Regions from separate parts of the Mus musculus genome. Here all the other regions are linked to region 1. Evidence: chromatin contacts called from public Hi-C and promoter capture Hi-C data. All regions are on one chromosome and are shown on one strand. Each heading gives the region's core, a stretch centred on a gene start, on an enhancer-like site or on the middle of the called end of the contact. The rest is flanking DNA. Distances are from core to core; before and after follow the strand shown. Region 1 holds the start of Crym (crystallin, mu). Region 2 holds the start of Ppp1ccb (protein phosphatase 1 catalytic subunit gamma B). Region 3 holds the start of Acsm3 (acyl-CoA synthetase medium-chain family member 3). Region 4 holds the start of Eri2 (exoribonuclease 2). Region 5 overlaps Dcun1d3 (DCN1, defective in cullin neddylation 1, domain containing 3 (S. cerevisiae)). Region 6 overlaps Dnah3 (dynein, axonemal, heavy chain 3).

What was found. Promoter capture Hi-C pulls out the DNA fragments that hold promoters and counts their contacts. Hi-C and Micro-C count contacts between places; a contact is called where the count stands out from the background. Capture Hi-C pulls out chosen DNA fragments and counts their contacts.
Region 2: a contact with region 1 is called in a Hi-C map of Sertoli cells, with 2.6 times the contacts expected there. The contact joins the promoter of Ppp1ccb here to the promoter of Crym in region 1. A contact is called at or near these places in 5 of 39 promoter capture datasets (embryonic stem cells, hippocampal neurons, liver and 1 more), 1 of 15 datasets of contacts at CTCF or cohesin (embryonic stem cells), 9 of 484 Hi-C or Micro-C datasets (Sertoli cells, embryonic stem cells and nephron progenitors), 1 of 115 datasets of contacts at active chromatin or transcription factors (fibro-adipogenic progenitors) and 3 of 9 other capture datasets (adipose tissue, embryonic stem cells and liver).
Region 3: a contact with region 1 is called in a promoter capture Hi-C map of pancreatic islet. The contact joins the promoter of Acsm3 here to the promoter of Crym in region 1. A contact is called at or near these places in 3 of 484 Hi-C or Micro-C datasets (Sertoli cells and embryonic stem cells), 2 of 115 datasets of contacts at active chromatin or transcription factors (embryonic stem cells and kidney) and 2 of 9 other capture datasets (macrophages and pancreatic islet).
Region 4: a Hi-C map of cortical neurons shows a contact between it and region 1, with 2.4 times the contacts expected there. The contact joins the promoter of Eri2 here to the promoter of Crym in region 1. A contact is called at or near these places in 3 of 39 promoter capture datasets (embryonic stem cells and neural stem cells), 3 of 484 Hi-C or Micro-C datasets (cerebral cortex, cortical neurons and nephron progenitors), 4 of 115 datasets of contacts at active chromatin or transcription factors (astrocytes, embryonic stem cells, forebrain and 1 more) and 4 of 9 other capture datasets (adipose tissue, embryonic stem cells, macrophages and 1 more).
Region 5: a promoter capture Hi-C map of liver shows a contact between it and region 1, with 4 times the contacts expected there. The contact joins the enhancer-like site here to the promoter of Crym in region 1. A contact is called at or near these places in 6 of 39 promoter capture datasets (embryonic stem cells, hippocampal neurons, liver and 1 more), 1 of 15 datasets of contacts at CTCF or cohesin (embryonic stem cells), 35 of 484 Hi-C or Micro-C datasets (the AML12 cell line, Sertoli cells, brain and 16 more), 12 of 115 datasets of contacts at active chromatin or transcription factors (astrocytes, cardiomyocytes, embryonic stem cells and 2 more) and 2 of 9 other capture datasets (adipose tissue and embryonic stem cells).
Region 6: a promoter capture Hi-C map of liver shows a contact between it and region 1, with 3 times the contacts expected there. The contact joins the enhancer-like site here to the promoter of Crym in region 1. A contact is called at or near these places in 3 of 39 promoter capture datasets (liver and stem cell-derived epiblast-like cells), 1 of 484 Hi-C or Micro-C datasets (liver), 1 of 115 datasets of contacts at active chromatin or transcription factors (pancreatic cancer cells) and 1 of 9 other capture datasets (liver).

Annotation. Positions count from the first base shown.
Region 1 is chr7:120,200,366-120,204,045 of GRCm38.p6, forward strand. Crym (crystallin, mu) reads right to left here and starts at 1,624. Exons shown (of 8, transcript NM_016669.2): 1 at 1,390-1,624; 2 at 712-862. The coding sequence starts at 1,559. Abca14 (ATP-binding cassette, sub-family A (ABC1), member 14) reads left to right here and starts at 3,599. Exons shown (of 31, transcript NM_026458.4): 1 at 3,599-3,680.
Region 2 is chr7:119,738,255-119,741,934 of GRCm38.p6, forward strand. It overlaps Ppp1ccb (protein phosphatase 1 catalytic subunit gamma B), which reads left to right and starts at 1,656. Exons shown (of 2, transcript NM_001370947.1): 1 at 1,656-2,816. The coding sequence starts at 1,874. Gm39080 (a long non-coding RNA gene) reads left to right here. Exons shown (of 4, transcript XR_869910.2): 4 at 1,038-1,236. It also overlaps the pseudogene Gm19963.
Region 3 is chr7:119,759,144-119,762,823 of GRCm38.p6, forward strand. It overlaps Acsm3 (acyl-CoA synthetase medium-chain family member 3), which reads left to right and starts at 1,780. Exons shown (of 15, transcript NM_212442.2): 1 at 1,780-1,839.
Region 4 is chr7:119,791,961-119,795,640 of GRCm38.p6, forward strand. It overlaps Eri2 (exoribonuclease 2), which reads right to left and starts at 2,098. Exons shown (of 9, transcript NM_027698.5): 1 at 1,958-2,098; 2 at 471-538; 3 at 305-388. The coding sequence starts at 1,980. Rexo5 (RNA exonuclease 5) reads left to right here and starts at 2,162. Exons shown (of 20, transcript NM_001370778.1): 1 at 2,162-2,251; 2 at 2,416-2,542. The coding sequence starts at 2,420.
Region 5 is chr7:119,864,589-119,868,268 of GRCm38.p6, forward strand. All of the region lies in intron 1 of Dcun1d3 (DCN1, defective in cullin neddylation 1, domain containing 3 (S. cerevisiae)), which reads right to left. It also overlaps a transcript of Rexo5 not described here. Among named protein-coding and RNA genes, the nearest start is that of Dcun1d3, 29 kb to the right of the region's middle. Within about 2 kb of position 1,768, at least 19 of the 459 cell types and tissues checked have an H3K27ac peak or open chromatin away from gene starts, as enhancers often do. A contact at or near this core is called in liver and second pharyngeal arch cranial neural crest, where this site is marked.
Region 6 is chr7:119,938,946-119,942,625 of GRCm38.p6, forward strand. It overlaps Dnah3 (dynein, axonemal, heavy chain 3), which reads right to left. Exons shown (of 61, transcript NM_001370806.1): 54 at 1-88. Among named protein-coding and RNA genes, the nearest start is that of Lyrm1, 45 kb to the left of the region's middle. Within about 2 kb of position 2,131, at least 19 of the 459 cell types and tissues checked have an H3K27ac peak or open chromatin away from gene starts, as enhancers often do. A contact at or near this core is called in liver, where this site is marked.

The DNA of each region.
Region 1 (3,680 bases), core at 374-2,873:
AACAAAACTTAACAGGAAATGCCCAGTTCATATTCAGCACTTGACAGGCTGAGGCAGGAGGATTTCATATGTGTGTGTGTGTGTGTGTGTGTGTGTGTGTGTCCTGGGACACAAAGCAAGCAAGCAAACAGATAAAGCAGTAGAACTTAGTCCAGCCTTGCTTCTTATTAGGGGGTTCAGTTGAGCACAGCTGTTGCATCCCTGAAGTGGGGTAACAATATCATGTTGCTCCTGGGTAGTTTTAATTGTACAGGTAATGTGCTTAGAGTTCCACATCTCCCCAATTGCTCGGTAAATGTGAGTTACTGCTCCTGTTATACCTTGCTAGATGATAAAGATAGATGTCAGGAAGACACCCACAGGTTACTGTGTCTTTTCCTCCATACAGGGAGGGCTTCAATGAATAAAAGTCCCTTCAGCTACTGCTTTAGTTCAAGCTGCGCACTTGGTGTATCTGAGCGTGTTACAAGACCATAAGCATGAACAACAGGATCGTTACTTCTACAGCCACACACTCGCCACCGCTATAGGCACAAGCGGCCCTAGAAACAGGTGCTGTCACGGATCACCATTGATGTCTCCTGTCTGGTCGCTTGCAATCATATTACTTCTCACTAGCGTCTAGGCTTAATTCTGGGCCCAAGGAACACTCTCTATTCCAGGGGAGGCTTCCTCTACCCTCTCTGCCCCAGAGGAGAAGAGACTGCTCACCGCCAGCAGGGAGCCATTGCTGGGATCAAAGAGAAGCACCGATGCCTGATGGGAGGGGACCGCTGTGTTGCTGTGGCCCTCATAGAAGGTGACTAACTTGGTGGTGAGCGCATCCTCAGCAGCACTGTAGGCAGGCATGACTCCCAGGAAGCTGAGAGAGAGAGAGAGAGAGAGAGAGAGAGAGAGAGAGAGAGAGAGAGAGAGAGCGCAATTTCAACTCCTTCCAGTCAATGCTGAGTGTTCAATGAAGTCCCGTTCATCTTCCCTCCTCCATTAATGCTGTGCTGGCACGCCATTCCGTTTGCGCTCATTCCTCTGCCCTTCTGCCCTTCCCTGAGGCTGGACTCACGGTCTGGCTCTGGACCAGAAAGCCATCACACAGCTCAGCCACTTCTTGGCTCTGTAAGCTTCCGCAAATCGCTCTACCTCTCAGTTTTCAACTAGCAGAGCAACAGCCCTGGTACCTCCCTTTCCAAGGACAGGGAGTTGAATTACAGCAGGTGGCACCTGAAAAGCGCTTTCTTGGTAGAAGCCCGGTGGGTTAGTGCCCCTTAAGTAGCAGCTGTTATTAGCAGAGATCAACAAGCCCTCTCCTCCCTTCTCCTATCGCTTTCCTCAGCGTCCCTTCGCGCCTTTCTTTCCCCTTTCTCCCATCCCCTTCTGGTCCCTTACACTCACCCTCGGTGCTTGGCTACAGGCACCACGGTGCGCACTGGCTGCATGACCCCTCCGTCGGGACCTTTGGAGAAGTTGGCCAGTGCGGCCTCCAGGGGTGGGATGAGAAGGCTGGAGCTGCGAAGGTGATCCTGCACCTCCTCTGCGCTCAGGAACGCTGGCGCCCGCTTCATCTCGCCGCCTGCCTTCGAACCCGGGCTGAAACACACTCCACGTTCCAGGAGCTGAGCCCTAAATGAGCGGACTGCCTGAGTAGCAGTGTTGGGCGGGCCTCCTGGGGCGGAGCATCGCCGCCCCTGCCGCCCCTCGGGCCGCGCCCCTGCCGCCCACCCCAACTCCTTGGATTCCAGGGCTTTCTCCCTAAGATTGGAATCAAGGCGGCAGGCTGGGAGTGATGATTCTTGAGTCAGCTGTTCCCATTCCTGTAATTAGCCAACTGACATTCCTGGGCACGCTGTGTGTGTGTGTGTTTGTGTGTGTGTGTGTGTGTGTGTGTGTGTGTGTGTGTGTGTGTGTGTAGAGGACTTTCTGGTTCCACCTTGCTCTTCCACACCAGATCCCCTGGGGGTAGTATTGTGAGAAAGGCAGATGAGAAGGGGCTTGGAGGGTTTTGTTATAGTTTTAATTTTGTCTATTTCTGGAGTTTCTTCTATTCCCAATCTCCTTCCCACACCACCCCTAGTCCTTAACTGTTGCGTTAAACGTAAAGTTGACCCAGGTTAAACAAAACAACCTTCACCTTGAAGTCTCAGACAAGGGTAATGGCTTCCATCATGTAAAGAGCCAAAATGCAGTCTGTGTATTTGTTTTCCCCAAGGAGTTCATATTGTATTTAAAAGCAGGACTCTAGGCAGTGATGCCTAATGTTCTACTATTGATGGAGTAGTGACGCCTAACCTTGACCAGTAATTGGAGAAAGTGCTTCCGGGAACTCAAAGAAAATAGACTATTCTGCCCCAGAGTGGTAAGGTGTCAGGAAGGAGCAAAGAAAACTAGGGCTGCAAATACTCATAGCAGGAACAGCCTATCTCGTTTGACTACATCAACAGTCACCGAGGTATGCAGATGCTCTTGTTAGCTCCAGGGTTTGTCCAAGGTCATCCTGGGAGTCCGCAGCAGTTAGGTTTCATTTGGGGCATGTGTGTGTGTGTGTGTGTGTGTGTGTGTGTGTGTGTGTGTGTGTATGTGTGTGTCATGTGTGCACATTTCCAAGGAAGCCAGAAGAGGGCATCAGATCTCCTGGAACTGGAGGTTACAGGTGTAAGCCACCCTACATGGATACTATGAAGTGAACTAGGGTCCTCTAGAAGAGCTCCAACAGCAGAGTCATCTCGGCTGCCCGTTTTGTTTTGTTTTGTTTTGTTTTGTTTTGTTTTGTTGAGACAGGGTCTCACCTAGGCCACCCCCGGCTTCAAAATTCCTATGTAGTCAAGGCTTGGCCTTGACTTCCCAAATGCTAGGACAACAGGTGTACACCACCAGAGCCAGCTTTAATTTTTATTACTATTAAAACAATACAACTATTATTAAGTGTAGTAATGACTTTCGAGAAAGACTACTATTAATAAACTCAGTAGTAATGTAGGGGAAGCTGCTGCGTCTCTTCCCCGCCTTCCCTGAAGCAGTATCTCTGCCTGGGGAAATTTTCTGCTGCCCCCTACAGATCTAGAAAGAAGTGGGTCATGTCACTTGCTGCTCCCTAGACTGATACCAACACACTAAAGGTGAGAGTGCAGCAAAACAGTCCAGTCCCCAGGCTGCAGCAATATCGAGTCAGCAAGGCTTACTGGACACACAGAGTAGGTAAGCCAATGCTCAAGAGAAATATTAAAACAGCAAAAATTAAAAGATAAAAAATAAAAAGATAAAAATTAACCAAAGGAGAACAACAGTGAACAATATCAAAAATTAAATAGAAGTTAGAATAGCGGAGCTTCTCTTTTGCTGTGGATGGACGGACTCTAAGACAGCTTCTAAGCACATACGTACACAAAAAGATTGGAAATGTACGAAAGTTTTTATCTGGACCTCTGAGTTCTGCTATCGCTTCAACCGTCTTGCTGGCTTTACTACGAGAATCTCTGTTTCTAAAGGAGTGAGCCAAACTCAGTAGAGTGGAAAAGGCTCCAGAGTGCACAGGGGCTACACTCAGGCGGCTCCTTCCAGCGCGCGCCTGGTTCCCATCGCGCACCCGGATCGGATCTGCGCCGCCAGGCGGTTGGCTAGAGCGTTGAGAGGAGCGGTGCCCGGGCGACGAGCGTCCCCTCGTGGCTGTGATGGTGGCCGTGGCTGTT
Region 2 (3,680 bases), core at 406-2,905, 460 kb before region 1:
TGACAGGCAAGAGGGATGGTTGAGGACAATAGGTTGTCATCACCTGAGGAGAACAATGGCTTCCCTTTGTTTCTGGCCTGAAAGGGTCAGAGCTGTTAACTGGGAGAAAGTTCAGGGGTCGTCCCTCCTGAAAGGGAGGGATGTCCTAACACGACTTTCTGTGAGCCAGAGTTTTTCCTTGTTCCTAGTCAAGAGTTAAGATTTACCCTGAGAGGAGGATGTCCTTGGGTCTGCAGATAACAGTTTCTTCTTCTGAAGTTTGTTCTTGTTATGAGAAAATGACTCCAAAATGATAATATTGTCTGCCAGGTGCAACTAAGTAAAAATGTTATTTTTTGAGCAAAAATTGCAAAGTCATACCCCATGTTTTTAAGCTGTAGAAATCAGTAAAGCTTTGCTACTTGCCACCAGAGCAGCAGTCCGTCTGTTTCTTAGTCAATCACCCAGTGGTATCAGCTTATGCAGATGCAGATTCAGTCCCCAAACTGCCTCCTGCCTTAGGATTCCCCTTGGCTCTGAGCAGCAACAGAGGCCCAAAAAGGAAGAAAGGTTCACTTTGTGAATTGGGCCTCCTTGAAGAACCACTGTGGTTAACGATACCACTGGAGACCTTGTTGGTATCTGTGGTCCATACTATGGCCCCGGGCATGTTATAAGATCAATGTGGTCTTAGGCAGTCTGCACCTTGCCTGATGCCTGGGACAGGGTGTGCTGGTGGTGGTGGATGAGGTGGGAGGGGGCCCTGAGACCATGTTGAGGCCCATGGTACTGAAGCCCATGCAGATGTATGTGGTCTGGTAGAGCTGGCCCTGTCCCTCACCAGCCCACACCACTGTGGTACAGGAGGTGGCATGAGTGCAGAAGAGCTGGTCACTCCCCTCTCTAGTGACCTCCATGGTCTCCTCGGTTGATGGCTTCTAGCATAGATGCAGGCTGAGAAAGGCTCCTCTCTTGGGGACTGACCACTAAGAATTTGACCTGCTCCAGTGAGTACATGGACAGCATAAAATAGAGTTGGATTTTTTTTTTTTTGATAGGCACCTCACAATGTATCCAAGGTCACCCTCAGACTGGTATCTCCCTGGCTCTCTACCTCTTTAGTGCTGGAATTGCAGGTGTGTGCCAATGGCCCCTGGTCGGCCTTCCTTTCTTTCTTTCTTTCTTTCTTTCTTTCTTTCTTTCTTTCTTTCTTTCTTTCTTTCTTTCTTTCTTTCTCTCTCTCTCTCTCTCTCTCTCTCTCTCTCTCTCTCTCTCTTTCTTTCTTTCTTTCTTTCTTTTTTACATACACACAATATTTTATTTAGCCATAATGAAATTGTCAAACTTGTAGGAGAATTGATGGATCTGGAATTATTTTATGCTGAGCAAAATAATCCAGACTCAGAATAACAAACACTGCATGTTTTTCCTTATATATAAATATAAAATCTAACTTTTGATGTTTATATAAATACATGTATATATGGATATGTAAATTTGTGTACATAAATGTGGATATAGGTGTTGAAACTAGAAAGGGCACATTAAAAAGAGGATTGAGCAAAGGAGAAGTAATAAAACACATGAGACAGGAAAGAGGGGCTACTGGGAGTGAAAGGGTACACAAGGGGCCGGGGGTGGGGGGGGAGGGGAGGATCAGCAAAAACGTGGAGCTTGCTCGTGGTTCCCAGTGGCGAGAGGAGGAGGAAGCCCGGAGCGGAGCGGGGCGGCTGGGGGGGGTGGACCCGCCGCGGCTGCTGCTGCCACCGCCGCCGCCGCCACCACCGCTCGTGGGGCTCGTGGCGTGAGGAAGGAGGACGAGTGAGACCCCGGGGCGAGCGGGCGGCGGCGCCGCTGCTGCTGCTGCTGCGGGAGGGTCGGCGGCGGGACGGCGATGGCGGATATCGACAAACTCAACATCGACAGCATCATCCAACGGCTGCTGGAAGTGAGAGGGTCCAAGCCAGGCAAGAATGTCCAGCTCCAGGAGAACGAGATCCGAGGACTCTGCCTGAAGTCTCGGGAGATCTTCCTCAGTCAGCCTATCCTTTTAGAACTTGAAGCACCACTCAAGATATGTGGTGACATCCACGGGCAGTACTATGATTTGCTCCGTCTGTTTGAATACGGTGGCTTTCCTCCAGAGAGCAACTATTTGTTTCTCGGGGACTATGTGGACAGGGGCAAGCAGTCCCTGGAGACAATCTGCCTCTTGCTGGCCTACAAAATCAAGTATCCGGAGAACTTCTTTCTTCTCAGAGGGAACCACGAGTGCGCCAGCATCAATAGGATCTACGGATTTTATGATGAGTGTAAAAGAAGATACAACATTAAGCTGTGGAAAACGTTCACAGACTGTTTTAACTGCTTGCCGATAGCAGCCATCGTGGACGAGAAGATATTCTGCTGTCATGGAGGTTTATCACCAGATCTTCAATCTATGGAGCAGATTCGGCGAATTATGAGACCAACTGATGTACCAGATCAAGGTCTTCTTTGTGATCTTTTGTGGTCTGACCCCGATAAAGATGTCTTAGGCTGGGGTGAAAATGACAGAGGAGTGTCCTTCACATTTGGTGCAGAAGTGGTTGCAAAATTTCTCCATAAGCATGATTTGGATCTTATATGTAGAGCCCATCAGGTGGTTGAAGATGGCTATGAGTTTTTTGCAAAGAGGCAGTTAGTCACTCTGTTTTCTGCACCCAACTACTGTGGCGAGTTTGACAATGCAGGCGCCATGATGAGTGTGGATGAGACCCTCATGTGTTCCTTCCAGATTTTAAAGCCTGCAGAGAAAAAGAAGCCCAACGCCACGAGACCTGTCACACCACCACGGGGTATGATCACAAAGCAAGCAAAGAAATAGATGTCACTTGACACTGCCTGGTTGGGACTTGTAACATAGCGTTCATAACCTTCCTTTTTAAACTGTGATGTGCTGGTCAGCTTGCCCAGGTAGACCTGTCTGTCGGGCCCTCCTCCATTTGATTACTGCTGGCACTTGCTGGTTATAGCAGCAAGCCAAGCACTTCATTCTCAAGAGAGCATTTTGTTTTGAACCTCTGTTCCCTTTGTGGACAGCTCTGATGATGGTGTTAAGCTGTACACCCTGGCAGGTTATCCTGTCTGAGGAGAAAGTGTACAATTGATCTTTTTTTAATTTAGTATAAGTCATGAATAATGTAAATGCCTGTTTTCTTTAGGATATAAAGAGAGCCTTAGAGTGCGTGAGTCTCTACATGTAATTGTCATAAATGCATTCTGTTGATACAAACCACTGTGAACAATTTTTTTTCCAGTTTGTTTGAAAGGGACTGCTTTCCCTCATTGTCTTGTCATGTACAAACTAGTGTCTGCAGCTGTGGCAGCAGGAGTGACCTGCCTGCCGCCAGCCCTGCCCAGACTATCTGAAGCACACTCCTTCCCACTGCACATTTAATAATGATTAAAGCCATTCTTTTCAATGTCTGTGATTCCTTCCTAAAGCCAAAGTTTCTGTTGGACTGTATGGCACGCCCTGGGGATGAGGTGGCCAGGGCATCGAGGCTGCGTGCGCAGGCCGCCTCCCTCCGTGGGGCCTCAGAAGCAGGTTATTTTAACTAGCAATAGTGGTATAGTGCTGAGTAAGCTATTAATGATGGAAGTTAATGACACTTTGTACAGTTCCCATATAGTCTATTCACTGAGTGATCTTTTTACAG
Region 3 (3,680 bases), core at 530-3,029, 440 kb before region 1:
CAGGAGAAGAGAGAAAGCTGAGTAGTGAGGATAATGTGGTTAAAAAAAAAAAAGCGCTATTTTGACAAAAAAACATATAAACAAACAAAAATCAAACTCCATAGATTTCACCTACAAAGACCATCAATAACAAAACCCACAGCTGGCAGTAGAACTCACTGTGGAAGCCTCAGTGCATCCTACTTTAGGAAGGGACCAAGAACTCCACTTCACTGCTCCAGTGTGGATGCCAGCCAGAGAAATAAGGCAACAAAGCAAAGCAAAGCAAAGCAATGCAGAGCGGAGCGGAGCGGAGCAGAGCAGAGCAAAGCAAAGCAAAGCAATGCAGAGCAGAGCGGAGCAGAGCAGAGCAAAGCAAAGCAAAGCAAAGCAATGCAGAGCAGAGCGGAGCGGAGCAGAGCAGAGCAAAGCAAAGCAAAGCAAAGCAAAGCAAAGCAAAGCAAAGCAATGCAGAGCGGAGCGGAGCAGAGCAAAGCAAAGCAAAGCAAAGCAAAGCAAAGCAAAGCAAAGCAAAGCAAAGCAAAGCAAAGCAAAGCAAAGCAAAGCAAAGCAATGCAGAGCGGAGCGGAGCGGAGCAGAGCAGAGCAAAGCAAAGCAAAGCAAAGCAAAGCAATGCAGAGCGGAGCGGAGCGGAGCAGAGCAGAGCAAAGCAAAGCAATGCAGAGCGGAGCGGAGCGGAGCGGAGCGGAGCAGAGCAAAGCAAAGCAAAGCAAAGCAAAGCAATGCAGAGCAGAGCGGAGTGGAGCAGAGCAAAGAAAAACAGCATAAAGATCTGAAAGGATGAAATAAAACTCACTCTTCACACACAGTGTGACTATTTACATAGTAAATTTCCAGAAATCAAATTTGTAAAAGATCAATTTTTAAAAGGGGACCAATTCATTTTTTGTTTGCTTGCTTGCTTGCTTGTGTGACAGGCTCTTATCTATGAAAGCCATTGCTGTCCTAGAACTCACTGTGTACACCAGGCTAGCCCTAAACTCTCAGAGATCCACCTGTCTCTGCCTCCCAAGCACTGAGATTAAAAGTATGGGCCAACGTGCCCAGCTTATTAATTCCAGTATTTAAGTTGGAATTTGAGTTAAATTTGAGTTGGATTTTTATCATATACAATTGGAAGAGCCATCTGTTCACATATCACATGAAACATTTACTAGATGGCTAACATTTGTTACTAGTTAATATCTACACTGAGGATCCATCAGTAAATAAAGCAAAGTTCTTATTTTCAAAGTCGGTGTTCAGAAATGAAAAAAAAATTTTTTTAAAAAAGTTAAAAGCAGGAAAAAAATCAATGAAGATTTCTAGGTTGGGAAGAAAGGCCTGGGATAGGATATCTCACCAAATGAGGCTTTGGCCGTGGGAAGAGTTACAGGCCGGGAGCTCAAGGATCTCTAGGCTGGAACACGCCTGTGTCTTAGGCAAGCAGCGGGGCTGCTGTGACTACAGCAGAGCAGGAAGGCCGAGCGGTGAGGTCTGGGTCAGAGAAGACACCATGGCTTGTTACACTTCTCTGAATCACTGGCAAGCTGAGAAACACTGCCTCCACCTCTGAAGGGCTGAGTGAGGCATGTGTAAGCCCCGGATTCCGGTTGCTTTTCAGCAAGCCTTTCCCTCCTAGTAAAAGCACACGCACTGCCTTCCCAGCCTACTAAAACTCTGCTGTGTGTACAGATAACATTACCTGTTAAGAAGGTTAAGTAAGACAGGCCAGGGTTATGTAAACATTCACGCTCCTCCCACCAATATATCCACCAATTAAGGAAAGGCACTGCCGGCCAGTCTGACTCCTCCGTCAAACTCCGTCCACTTTGATCCACCACCAACACTAAAGCAGAGGTGAGAAGTTGGCTTTCTCTTCCATTAAGCGGGTCTACTATCACTCCAGCTGTGTGGGAAGCAGTATCTTTAGTGAGGATCCAATTTCTTTTCCTGGGTAAGACTTCCTGCAACAGTGCAGGTTTTCTTTATAAATGTTCAGCAAACAATACCAGCAACTTCAGAAAATGCTCTGTGAAGCCATGGGTGGCAGAGGGGTTTCTAAACTCAGAGTCTTTCAGCTGCCATGGGAGCACTGAGGAGGAGGTTGGGAGAGAGCACCCCCAGGACATGGCTGGCAGGGCAGCTGAGTTTTCAGCTTAGGCTTTTTGGTGAGATTTGGGTTTTAATAATGGCTTCGTATGTTTCCATGATAAAATGTTTTGGAAAAAAAAAAAAAAGCGAGTAGGAGCTTGACTGAACCCTGCTCAATGACAGATGGAAGTTCATCTTCTAACTATCCAGAAGTACACAAACTACCTCTTGAAAACGTCTTCTCTCCAGGACAAGGGATAATCTAAAGCAGTATATTGAGGGTGGGAATTAAGACAAGGTCTTTTTGTGGATGAGAACCATGGAGTTGTACTTTGCTTTGAGGCTGTGTATCTGCCGTTGTTATTTGGGCTAATCAGGGGGAAGGGCTTTGTGGAGATGTGGAAAGATGGAAGATCCCTCTGCCCTGCCGTCTATATGGACCCAAAGTTCTTATTTCAGATGAGACTTTAAGTTCTTTCAAAAGCACATCCATCCAGACAGTGGTGCCTCTCTTAGAATTTTTCTTAGCAAGATTTCATGGCTTAGTGTAAAATCTAGATTTGCCATGCAGAAGTGATCTTTTCTTTCACCTGCAAGGGATTTTACAGATAGGAAAGTGGACATTGTAAGACAAGAGCATTGTAAAAGGCAGGAACTGACTGAGCCCTTGTTGGGAAGAAAGAAATAGTATGGATTTGATGAAGGGGTGTTGACATTCCTTTTTCTATTAAAAAAATGCTTAAGATCATTTTAAGTCCCAACTGATTGATCAATTTTCTGTTCTTTTTAAAAATGTGACTTCTAAAAATGTTCATTGAGATAAGTCCTTTTTAAAAGCATATTCATTGACAATTGCATACATACCTAATGTATTTTGATCATATCACCCTTTATTTCTCTCTTCCACCTCCCTCCAGCTCCCCCCAAGCCCCTTCTTCTCCCTGAGAAGGCCCTCCCACTCCTACTCTCACATCTGTTCTGTACTCCCCGAGTTTAATGAGGGTTTTTGCATGAGCATGGGTGGGTGGCTATTTCCTTGAACACGAGTAAGTTATCAGTGGCTACACCAATGTACTTGTGAAAGATTCTGAATGAAGGAGAGTTTTGTATGGGGTTAGGGGAGGAACAACAAACAGTGAACTCTGATTCTGCTTGGTATCAGCAAGGTGAGTACACTGTATTTATCCCCAGTGTAAATACTTGCATAGTTGTTTAATAGTTTGTAAACTCAGAGAGACGGGATGGGTGCCCTTATGATGTTAACAGAAGTATTCTCAGCATTTGATATAGGCCTGTCTCAGGATGAATGGACGTACTGTTCAGTTGGGTGTGTGTATGTTTGAGGGTGGTGTGTTTCTCTGGAATGTGGAATAATAAATCAATCCAAAATGCTAGGCACAACTTGCCAGATTGCAGCAAAAATGATGCATTCCCTGGAGAGACTTTCCAAAATAGCCTTGTTTTCTCCTGCCTACCTTTTCATGTAACAGCACTTTTTTTTTACTTCATTTACTTGTGCCAGTCATGACACTAGAGAGGACCTCCTCTCTATCCCCCCAATATGTTGTCTATATGTGCAACATTTTAAACATTCAAGCAGTATGTAT
Region 4 (3,680 bases), core at 848-3,347, 410 kb before region 1:
CAAAAGTATGCCCATTTTGTTTTACAATTAAACATGAACACAGCATGAATTAAAATATACTTTACTATTGAAAAGCCTTTTTTTTTCCAGTTGTATCTAATCAAAGTTTTAAATGTAATCTTAAAACAACTAGCTACTTTGGATAATCACATTCAGGTATTTGGTATTTTATTCTTTTGTAGGTCAGAGTTTTTATATTAAACTACGAGCTTACAGCATTGTTTTCTTATTGGCTGGCTTATATCTAGGATGTTTAAGAAGACTCCTAGAGCACTAGCTTTGGCCACTGGCCATCCACACTCACTTATTTCAGGGCTACTGTGGTGCTTCCCATCATTCCAGCAGGTAGACTCAAAGTCAACGACAATTAAGTAGGCATACAACTGTTCTGCAAAAGACCACAGTGTTCTTAGGTTCCGACGATGTTCCAAGGGCAAGGCTTCAAACTGTAACGTAAGCGTGGGACTTACTCAATCTGCTCCCTCCTGGATTTCCACTTGCTGGTGTAACTGACTTTCTCCTAATTAATCCAAGCCGCCTAAAAATGCAAGACACAGGAAGATCAATAAACTCATTTACACTGCAGTTAGAATATGATATTAAAGTAATAGCCCCAAACAGATGGCAAAATCATCTCTAATGTACGGTAAGTGGAGCTGGGTGTGAGGGCCCCACACCTGGAGGCTCAGCAGTCAGCAGGCCACGGCCAAACTGAACTGAGGGACAGCTTACAGCACACAGCAGGACCCTGCCTCAAACAACAGCTGCATACTGACTGAAGGAAAGGAGGGCTAGACTTTAAAAGTCCTAGGTCCTTGTGCGAATGGCCATCCTCTCTTGAGTTTAGTGTCCATTTTACCTGAGCGGGCTTCACAAACACTACTCTTACCTGTTCACGTTTTATAGTAGTACCGAGGAATTGACTATAAAGATGTATTTTTCAAGCCTTTGCTATGTACCAAGGGGATGATGCCTGTGCTTAAACTCTAAAAATGGAGGGGAGAAAGATTACCAGAGTACTACTGAAAGGTAATCTATGATTAAAAACAAAAACAAAAACAAAACAAACAAACCTCCCAACAGCAATACACTGCAGTCCAAAGAAGGGAAGATCCCAAATGATGACGAATACAACTTTAAGTAGACAGACACCTGGAATAGTTATTTTGGCTATTTGAAAAAGACAAGACGTGAGGCCAATGTAGGGATTTGGAATGAAAAACTAACATTTACTAGTCACTTCTTCAGCAAATATTTAATTAGGATGGTGACTTCTTTTAAACAATTCTAGGTGGTAGACATGTCTGCAACCTGTATTTTATGCAAGAGAAAAGTAAATGATTTGCCTAAAGATGGCCATAGTATGTTAACCTTTGACAGGACTTTTCACGCTTGAATCCTATGCTATTCATTAATACATCAGATAGGGGTTTTGTTTTGAATCTGGTTTTGTTGTTGTTTTGAGACAGTCTCACTATTTAGCCATCGCCTGCTTGAACATCACCATGAGGACCAGGCTGGCCTCCAACTTTCCATGCTGGTATTGTAGGTCCATTCCACTATGCCTGGTAAGTTTGATACTGTGTCCACAATCTCAACAAATGTGTACAACGCATCCAAAAATCTGTGCACAGCATATTCCCCCCCACCCCCCCCCAAAAAACCTGAGAGAGTCTGTGGTAATTCTGACAATAAAACTGGACTAGGCAGGTCACTTGGGCGCAGTGGCACCTGCCTGAGAACAGTGTGCAGAGCTGTCACGTTCCAGGTCCCAGGGGTCTAGAATGAACAGACCTGATAGAGCATGCCACGGTAGGGAGGACCCGGGGTTTCTCGGGCTCCTCCAACTTGTCGCGAATGGCGACGTGGGGCCCGAGAAGACCAGGGCCCTTTTCAGATCCAGACCAAACGACTGCGGATGAACACCGCCCACCCTAAGGGGAACCCCCTAACGTACCGCGCCAGTCTCTTGGTCGCCATCCCCGGACCCTGGGTTTCGCAGAGTTCAACGGCCGGAAGTCGGACGCCCCCACTTCCGGTCTGTTTAAACGCCGGCGCGGCAAGGGAAGCGGGCGCTTGTAGAGCGGCGGCGGCCGTCGCCAGCGGTTTGTGGGCGTTGCATAGGGGGCGGTTCGGGACCCGGGGGCGTGGACAGAGGCTTGAGGACCGGGAGCCCCTCGCTCTGCGCACGACGCGCCTCAGGGAGCGCTTTAAACTTCGCGACGGCTTAAATTGAGGAAAGGAGGCGTAGGTCTGTGGCCTTTTTTGCGAGGGCCAAGAGTGGTAAACTGGTTTGAGCCGCTTCAAGAGACAAACCAACCGTCACTCCTGTCTAGCGCTTTGCTGGAGAGAGGCCGCGACACGGTTTCCTGGTCGCCGCGGGGTCCTCAGCTCCAGCTGATCTTTCCCCTACAGCCTGATGGAGCAAGAGAAGGAGGAGGCGAACTCCAGGAAGAGGAAGGAGGCCCCGAACTCCTCGGCCTCGGCTACAGAGCGGGATGGACCTCCTTCGCATATTCAGGACCGCGAGCCACAAGCCAAGGTGAGCAGAGGAGAGAGCCCAGCAGGCTGGCCCGAAGTCACTTGTGGCTGGGAGTCACTTTCGCCAGCACCCGAAGGGTCCCTGCCGAAGGGTAAGGGCTCACCCACTGACCTCACTCAACTCTGCTCCCTTGGTTGTACCACCTCGTCCAGGCTCTCTCCATAGTTTAAAACTGACTTAGTGTCTGGTACACAGAATATTCATTTAACAAACATTTATTAAGATCCGTATAACAAAATATTTCAGGAATATCCATGCACACCTAAACAGGATTCTCTTGTTTTTATACAATATTTATGAAGAAGTAAAAATGAATGGTCATTTTGATGGGGAATTTATCCTGGGGAAATGATTAGATGGAGGAATGATACCAGTAATAAGAATGTTTGCCCTAGTATTTGTATTTTTAAATGTTTCATCGAAAAGAGAATTTTAAATATAAAATTTTCATTACATATTTAAAAATGCACTTAGCCTGAACCATTTTCTCATGTTAAAGTTGTGGTTATATAACTGACTGATAGGGAAAAATATAGATTAGGGTGGGGATGGTTAGAAAGCAGATGGATGTTTGTAAAGTCCCCTGGGTTGGAAACGGTAGTCCAGAGATTAAAAAGCTTGATCTTCGGAGGCTGCATTCCCGCTGTGGCTTTTAAACCTCTTTCTTCATTTCTTTGTTGTAAAATGGGAGTATGGTGATCCCCACTTAAAAGTTCTAAGAAATGATGTAGTACAAAGAAATTTCTCAAAACTGTGTGGCTAAGAGTCAGCAGTGTGGCTCAGTAATAGAGGACTTGCCTTGCATGTGCCCAGAATTCAGTCCCTAGAACAGAAACTCAAAAAAGTGGTTAATAGTAAATACCTAACCTTAGCTCAAGGCCATTGTATAAGTTAGGGTCTCTATTGCTGTGATAAAACACCATGACCTCATAACCAAAATCATCTTGTCTAGGGATGGGTTTATCTCAGCTCTCATAGCCAGATCACAGTCCTATTCACAATTCTTCACTAGAATTCAGGTCAAGAGCCAGGAGGCAGTAACTGATACAGAGGCCAGGAAGGGAGGAGGACTGCCTACCACTTTGCTCCTCAGGACTTGCTCAGTCTTCCTTCTTTCTTTCTTCCTTCCTTTCTTTCT
Region 5 (3,680 bases), core at 518-3,017, 340 kb before region 1:
CAGCACCCATGTAAATACTGGGTGTGATAAGCCATGTCTATCTAATCCCAGTTCTGGGGCAGGTGGTGAAGACAGGGAAGGTTCCTGGGGCTTGCAGACTAGCCAGCCAAAGTGATAAGCTCTGGGCTCAGTGATAGACCTTATCTCAGAAAACACGGGGCAGAAAGACACCTGACATTGACCTTTGACCTTTACGCATGCACACTTACGATGCCCACACTTAATATGTATTGAGACTGATGTGAACTATCACACTTGGATCGTTACATCGCTATAAGTTAACTTTTTTTTTTTTCATTTTATAAAAGCAGGAAAATAATAAAATTCAGGGAGTTGGCTTAAAGTAACCAGTCTGACTCCACACTCTCTGATCTCTATCGCTGGCCTTGCTTACTCTTCTCTGCTATGATGTGTGTCAGGGCATGCCAGACCCCTTGGGAAGATAATGGTGCACCAAGAAGAAAATGTTCTTTATCAACACATAAATGTATTCCAAAGGGTGAATCTATATGCAGAGTAAATTCCAAGGACACCTTGGACTCTCATCCAGGACTTCCATAAGCAATGTATCCCTTCAACAAACCATTTGGCCTCTCTGAGTTTCTGTGACTCCAACATTAAAACAAGGGGTCTTCACTTGTCTTTTCAAAGTATAATATTCTGGGGCTACCTTCACATCATTGCCATTTAAAGGAAACTGCAGTTCTAATCTGGAACCCTCTGAAGACAAGAAAATTTCCTCCTGTTATAATGAATTGCTCCCTTGCTTCTTACAAGGAGAAAAACAAGTGACTCCAATCTGAACAATGGGTGATAGACACCACACCGTGGAGTTTACTGTCTTCCCTTTCCTTCCTCATTTTAGACCTTGACTGGAGGTAAGCAGTTGTGTCCCACTCCCCAAGCCCACACAACCCAGTAAGCAGCCCAGAGTAAGCTGGCTATTTGCTGTACCTAGTTAGGTCAACAAGCTTGCTCGGAGGAATGCTGTATTGGTGTTGATAGGGAGCCTGCCACCCCTTGTGAAACAGGCAAGTGCTATACCAAAAACAGGTCAACCAAGTGTCAGATCTGCCCCAAGACTGTCTTAAACCACCAACCCAATGTCCTTCTCCATGGTCAGTCTATTCTGCAGCAAGAAGCTACCAACACTGGCATTCCCACATAATAGCAATATGAAATTCATGTTTCCAACGTCCATCTAAACAGTTTGTAGAGCTGAGTCCATGTTCTTACTTCTTGTTGTTTTTGTTTGTTTGTTTGTTTTTTGTTTGTTTTCGAGACAGGGTTTCTCTGTGTAGCCCTGGCTGTCCTGGAACTCACTTTGTAGACCAGGCCGGCCTCTAACTCAGAAATCCGCCTGCCTCTGCCTCCCGAGTGCTGGGACTAAAGGCGTGCACCACCACACCCGGCTATGTTCTTACTTATCAAATACTAAAGACCAGGACCTGAGAACATGAAAGCCTCAGTTTTTCTACAGCAGCCAGAGGCTGAGCCAACCGTGCTGGCAGAAGCCATCCTCTAAGTCTTTAAACAAGACCACAGAGACTCCTAGTCCCACCTGGCAGCTTACAGGTTCTGAGTGGCCTTTTCAAAAAAGACTGCAAAGTGTGTCCTGTCCAATGGTAACAGCTTCTAGAAGCTTGCATACATCATGAGGAAAAACTGATAGCTTGCTCCTCTCACTGGGAACTTAGGCTGGAAGATCACCTTCAGAGAGTAGATCTTGCCAGAGCTACTTAGTGGGGAAAGCAGTTTCCTCTGCCAAAACAAACAAGACCCGTCTGTTTCTATGCCCATGCTTTTAACAGTGTCTTTGTCCTAAAATGCCCTATACTAGCAAGCAAAAACTGCAGGTCCAGTTAGAGCTGGGTAAGACTTGCTATACCAAACAATCTCAAAAATGCAAAAGGAAAGAGGCATGAAGGAAGGAAAGATACAATATTTTAAAAAGGAAATATGTGCAGTAATTATATTTCTAGGAAATAACCTTGAGTCACATGACCAACACCTTCCAACTTGACCCAAGACCGTTTCTTTACTTTCATTATTGTCACTGGTCCTTAGGTGTCACACCTTAAACACAATCACATCCTGTATAATGACGTTTCTATCAGTAATGGACTATAATCACGATGGTGGTCCCATAAGATTATTATGTAGTTCTTAGTGCCACCACAGCCACCCCAATGCTGTGGAGAAAGTGTTCACTTGTTCATGAAGATGCTTACACAGATGAACACCCTATACTGCCAGATGTATAAAGTACACACAGCATATATACTTATGTACCGACTATAATATTTTAACACAGTTACATTGTGGCTACATACTGTCGATGTTACTTCTCTGTTGTTAAAAGGTTGCTGTGTGACTCTGGCAGCAAGTTCATACATATCACATGTAATATGTCCCCAGACTAAATCAAGATATGAAGTGAATGACACTAGCGGCATCCACACAATAACAAACGCATTCAGAATCCATCCCCTAAGTCAATGACTAGATACTCATGAGACAATATATATAATTAAGGCCTGAGGAGTGAAACCAATGCAGCTGGCTAGTCTGAGGGATACTTGTCAAATAATACAAGCATGCCAACACAGGTGCATACCATATACACAAAGTAATGAAGCATTTTGGTCTCTAGGTTTTAGAACTGAGTTGCATGTTTACCCAAAATAACCCAAAACTGTGCCTTCTCATATCACTGGTCCACAGTCCAATTTTTTGCTTTTTCCCCCATCACAACTATTTTAAAGTAAGTCTGACTACCTACACATGTGCAAAGGGGGCATGCTTAGGAGGGCAGTGGATTTCTGGGTTGGCCACTGTGTTAGTTGCTTTTCTAATTGATGTTACCGACAGAAGGAACTTAATGGGATGAAAGATTTATGTCGGCTGTTCCAGAAGATACAGTCAGTCCACCACTGCAGCAGGATGTGCGTAGGCAGCTCCTCACAAAACGGCAGATGAGGGAGCAGAGAAGTTAGCCTGGGATCTGGAGCACACATCACCTTAAATCCTCACTCCCAGAGACCACCTCCTGCTGGCAAGGCCACGGTCCCAAATGTTCTATAGCTTCCCTAGTCACCTAGTGGGCACCAAATATTCAAACACATGAACCTGAACACTTCAGATTCAAATTGTCACTCCTTTGTCTCTCTCAGTTTCCCAAGGCATTCCTTGTTTAAAGGCAGAACTTTGTCTTGAGTTTGTACGCCCTGGAACTATAATAAAAAAATGGCCTGCCTGCTACACTACCTCTATGTGTACAGGCTGTTTGCTTCCTTGGGATGGTAGCTCAGTAGACCTCTCTGAAAGCGAACTGCTGATTATACATTAATTCCCTGCTTCTAGGTAGCATATGGGTATCTGCCACTGAGGAATTTAGCTGATTATAGCTAATTAGTCCTCAAACATCTGGTTAACACATGGACTGTTCACTTTTTGGTCACCTAAAGAGTTGAGAAAAATACTTAACTGAAGATAAGATTACATTTTTTGCATTTAGTAAAAGGCAAGAAAGCAGATTGTAAAATGATTCAAAAGATGAGGAAACAACCTGATACAAAAATGATAAATGACTGCCTGCAAATGCCTTAAAAGTATACTTAGATGATCACAAGTGCACAGCTGTGGTTTCTAGAGTCATGTGACTTCTAAGTCTCAAGTTC
Region 6 (3,680 bases), core at 881-3,380, 260 kb before region 1:
TCCTTTGGGGGGCTCGTTGGTCATTTTGATCCCATTCTGGAGAATGCTGACGGGAAACTTCTCTGATGGATAGCTAGTTAGCCAGAGCCTGGAAATTCAAAGGACACAACTGTTCAGAGTAACGCAGCAAGTTGCATTGGTAAACTAACAAAAATGATAGCTACCATTATTAACCACCATCACAAATGACAGAATAATGAACATTTTAGGCTTGGATTTACATAATACCTGCTCAAACTAGACACAGACAGTATATGAATAACTATGAGTGTTTTTTCAATAAACTTTACATATGGACAACAAGATTTGATTTTCATATAATCATGTGTCATAAAATAGAAAAGTTTTAGATTTTTTTCCCCCAGATATTTACTAATTAGATGGCTAGCCATGTCAGAAATTTAACAGGGTGGATTTAGCTCACAAGCCAATTAAGTCAAACCTGACTGAGTTGAAAGTAAATTTGAAGCCACTCTGGTTCTACTCTTCAATCTATGAATGCAATTGTTATGCCATTTTATTGAAAACTTCATGAAGTCCAGAAATACAGATTAGAGGAGTGAGCGACAGTGATAGAGCAAGTGGTACTTTCAATGATAATAATTGAATAATTGTTTTTAAAACAGTCTTGGCAGGTCCTACCTGATTGAGCATCATCCCCAGGGCCTAGGCACAGAGTGACTTCCCTAATGCTGTGCAGGTAACATGCTCTGGGCAGTTGCCTGTGAGTGGAGGCTTAATAGGACATAGCCTCAGGCCAATAAGATAGTGAGAGGAGTTGGTTCTGTGATAGGACACTGCATTTGAATCCCTCATTGTGAGCCCTCAAGAACTCAGTTGCAGAACTAAGGTGTCTGTGCCAGGAGGTGGTGGTGGCCATTCTAGGAGGTGACTGGGACCCAAGCTCTATGCCTTCTCTCTAGTTGCTGTGGTCCTGGGTTGGACCTCACACCCCCACAGGAAGCCCTCTGCTGTCTAGGTGGGCTGGGCAGCAGGGATATGTAGAGAGACTGCTGGTATATGAGGCAGAGGTAGCCTTGGACATTGTAAACATGATTGAAAACAGTTCACAATGAGTGTAAAAGTTCTCCCTCGAGGTCTATGTCAAGTTTGCCAAGTTTGAATCTATAGACAAGCCCATATGAGTCACTACCCACAGCACTGTGCCTCTCTGCTGAGCCCATCACTGAGAACAGGTCTTCCTCAGCTACACCCTGGTCAGGCCTTTTGTATGGGAGCTTGTCAGGACACTGGCCTTTGCCAGTCTGCTGCTGGTCAAGGGGGACTCTGTGAGGGACTCTGCCAGTGAATCTGAGGCCATATGCACCATAGAGAACTTCCATGCTTATTGTCCAGATGCCAGGCCTTCCTTTCTTGCTGTTCAGAACCATTCTTCCTCTGCAGCAGTTGTTGGTGAAGCCCCTCAGAAGGGCCTGGTGGATTTCTGCCTATGTATCATCATCTTCTCAACCACATTGACTGTATGTTTGCACTGACCACAAGTTGATCTCCAGAAAATAAGCCTGCACTGTTCTCTTAACATATTCTAGTAGTCTAGTGGTGATTGGACCCATTCTGGCCCCTTCTTTTGGCCTCCAAGGATCATGCTGATCCCCACCTTATTCTAGATTCTGTGGGATTGCTGGAATCTTCCAGGAAATCACCTTCCAGGTGTCAATTCTAATGGATGACTGACCTCTAAGTTACTGCTTGAGGGTTTTGTCTGGCCTGAAGAGTTCCAGGTTAAATATTCTAGAGAGAACTAGTTGGATGTTGAAGTGAAAGCGTCTGCAGGGTGCCAAGGAAGGAAGGTTATGGGGGTGCTCCTCTGTAACCTTTCAGTTGCCCCCATCCTTTTAGCTATTGTTGGAGGGGGAAGGGCCATCTAGCTGGAGTTTACGCAGAACTTCTCATTCTCACCAGAAGTAAGCAGGGAGTTTTAAGTAACTGTGGCCTCCTCTCACTCAAATTGGCAGCATTCCTGCTGAAAAAGATCTGCCCCCCCCCCCCCCCCCGCCTAACTCTTGCTGGCCCGTGGTTTCAAACACAGGGACCCCAGATGAACCTGGGGCTCATCTGGCCTGAGGCCTTCAGGGTGGGTACAATGGCATTGTGTCATCCTACCCAACGTGGAGCAATACCTTGGCGAATAATGTGATTGTTTGTTTGCTTTGTTTTGAGACAGAGTCACACTACTTAGCTCTGGCTGTCCTGAAAATTCACTATGTAGACCAGATTGGCCTCAAACACATACAGATTTGCATGCCTCTTTCTCTCAAGTGCTAGGATTAAAGTCATGTGCCACCAAGTCAGGCACACTATGTGATTCTTAGGCCTGCTGTTGTCCCCCACAGCTGGCCCAGTGGCCTGTATTTTGCAGCCTCCATGGCCCAGGCATTTTGTGTGTTCCCTTGGATGATGTAGCCTCAGGTAAGCTTGGACTGCACATAGAACAGGGGTGGACACGAGTTCTTGTCCTTTAGGCCTTGGACAGACCTCGGTTGGAGACCTGACAAGACTATGTGGCCAACCTTCCTTCTGGACACATCTGGCTTGATGTCTCTGAGCATCTGGCTTAGTCTGGCCTGTGACCCACCAATGCAGCAGTAGGCTGGCTCTAAAGGAGAATATGCTATGGGCTTTTGAGCAACTTGGATCTCCCTTTGTCCCCTGCCTCAGTTTGAACTTTCCTGTCCCCAGGATCCAGGCTCCTTTTTGGCAGTAAAGCCCCAAGAGGAAATTCAGAACAAAGTGCAAGGAAGAAAGGTGACTCATCTGTCCCTGGACCATGCCCTGTCCTGGCACAGCCCCAGGCTGACCTTAACCTCTTGTAATGGTGAACATCCCCAAACAAAAGCTTAAAAAAAAAAAAAACTTCTGAAGTCACGCCCTGTTTTGACCTGTTTAGGCTTCTGTACCAAAACAAAGGAACACTGGTGACTGTGTGGTCCTTAAACAACAACCGTTATTTCCTACTAAAGCAAACAAATGAAACCCCAGGGCCTTTCTGACAGTTAATCTGCCTTTAAGGCATCACTTTCTCTAAGAACCCCCCCATCCCACCCCACCATCACCACCCCAGCATATTCCCCAGGGTCAGAGTTTTGGGCTTACTTCTATCCTTCACTTTCAAAAAAGCCATCCCTTCCGACTGAAATGTCCTTCTTTGAAAGCCCCTAGTCATGTTACAAAATCCCAGGCAGTTATCAGAGCTTCAGACCTGTCCTTTTCCTGTGGCCTATGGATGGATTCTTTACAGGTATGACGAGATTTTTTTTTCTTTTTAGTATGGAATAAAGTTTATTTAAGGCATGGGGAGGAAGTTGAAAGAGTAATAGAGTCAGAGAAAGACAGAGTGAAGGAGAGAATAGAGACGTGGGGCTGGCCATGACCACATGGAGAGTGGGTGGGGGGGGGGGGATGGAGAGCAAGGGGGCAAGAGGCAAGAGAGAGGCAAGAGCTTAAGAGCAACAAGAAATTTTAACAGGAAATTTGACACAACCTAGAGATCTGGCAAGAGGGAACCTCAGCTGAATAACTGCCTCCATCAGATTGGTCAGTGGCTGCATCCATAAGAGACTGTCTTGATTGATAGGAGAACACCCAGTTCCACTGTGGACTACACCCAGAGGAGCCTGGGTTATATAGAAAAGCATGAGCCAGAGAGAGCAAGTCAGTAA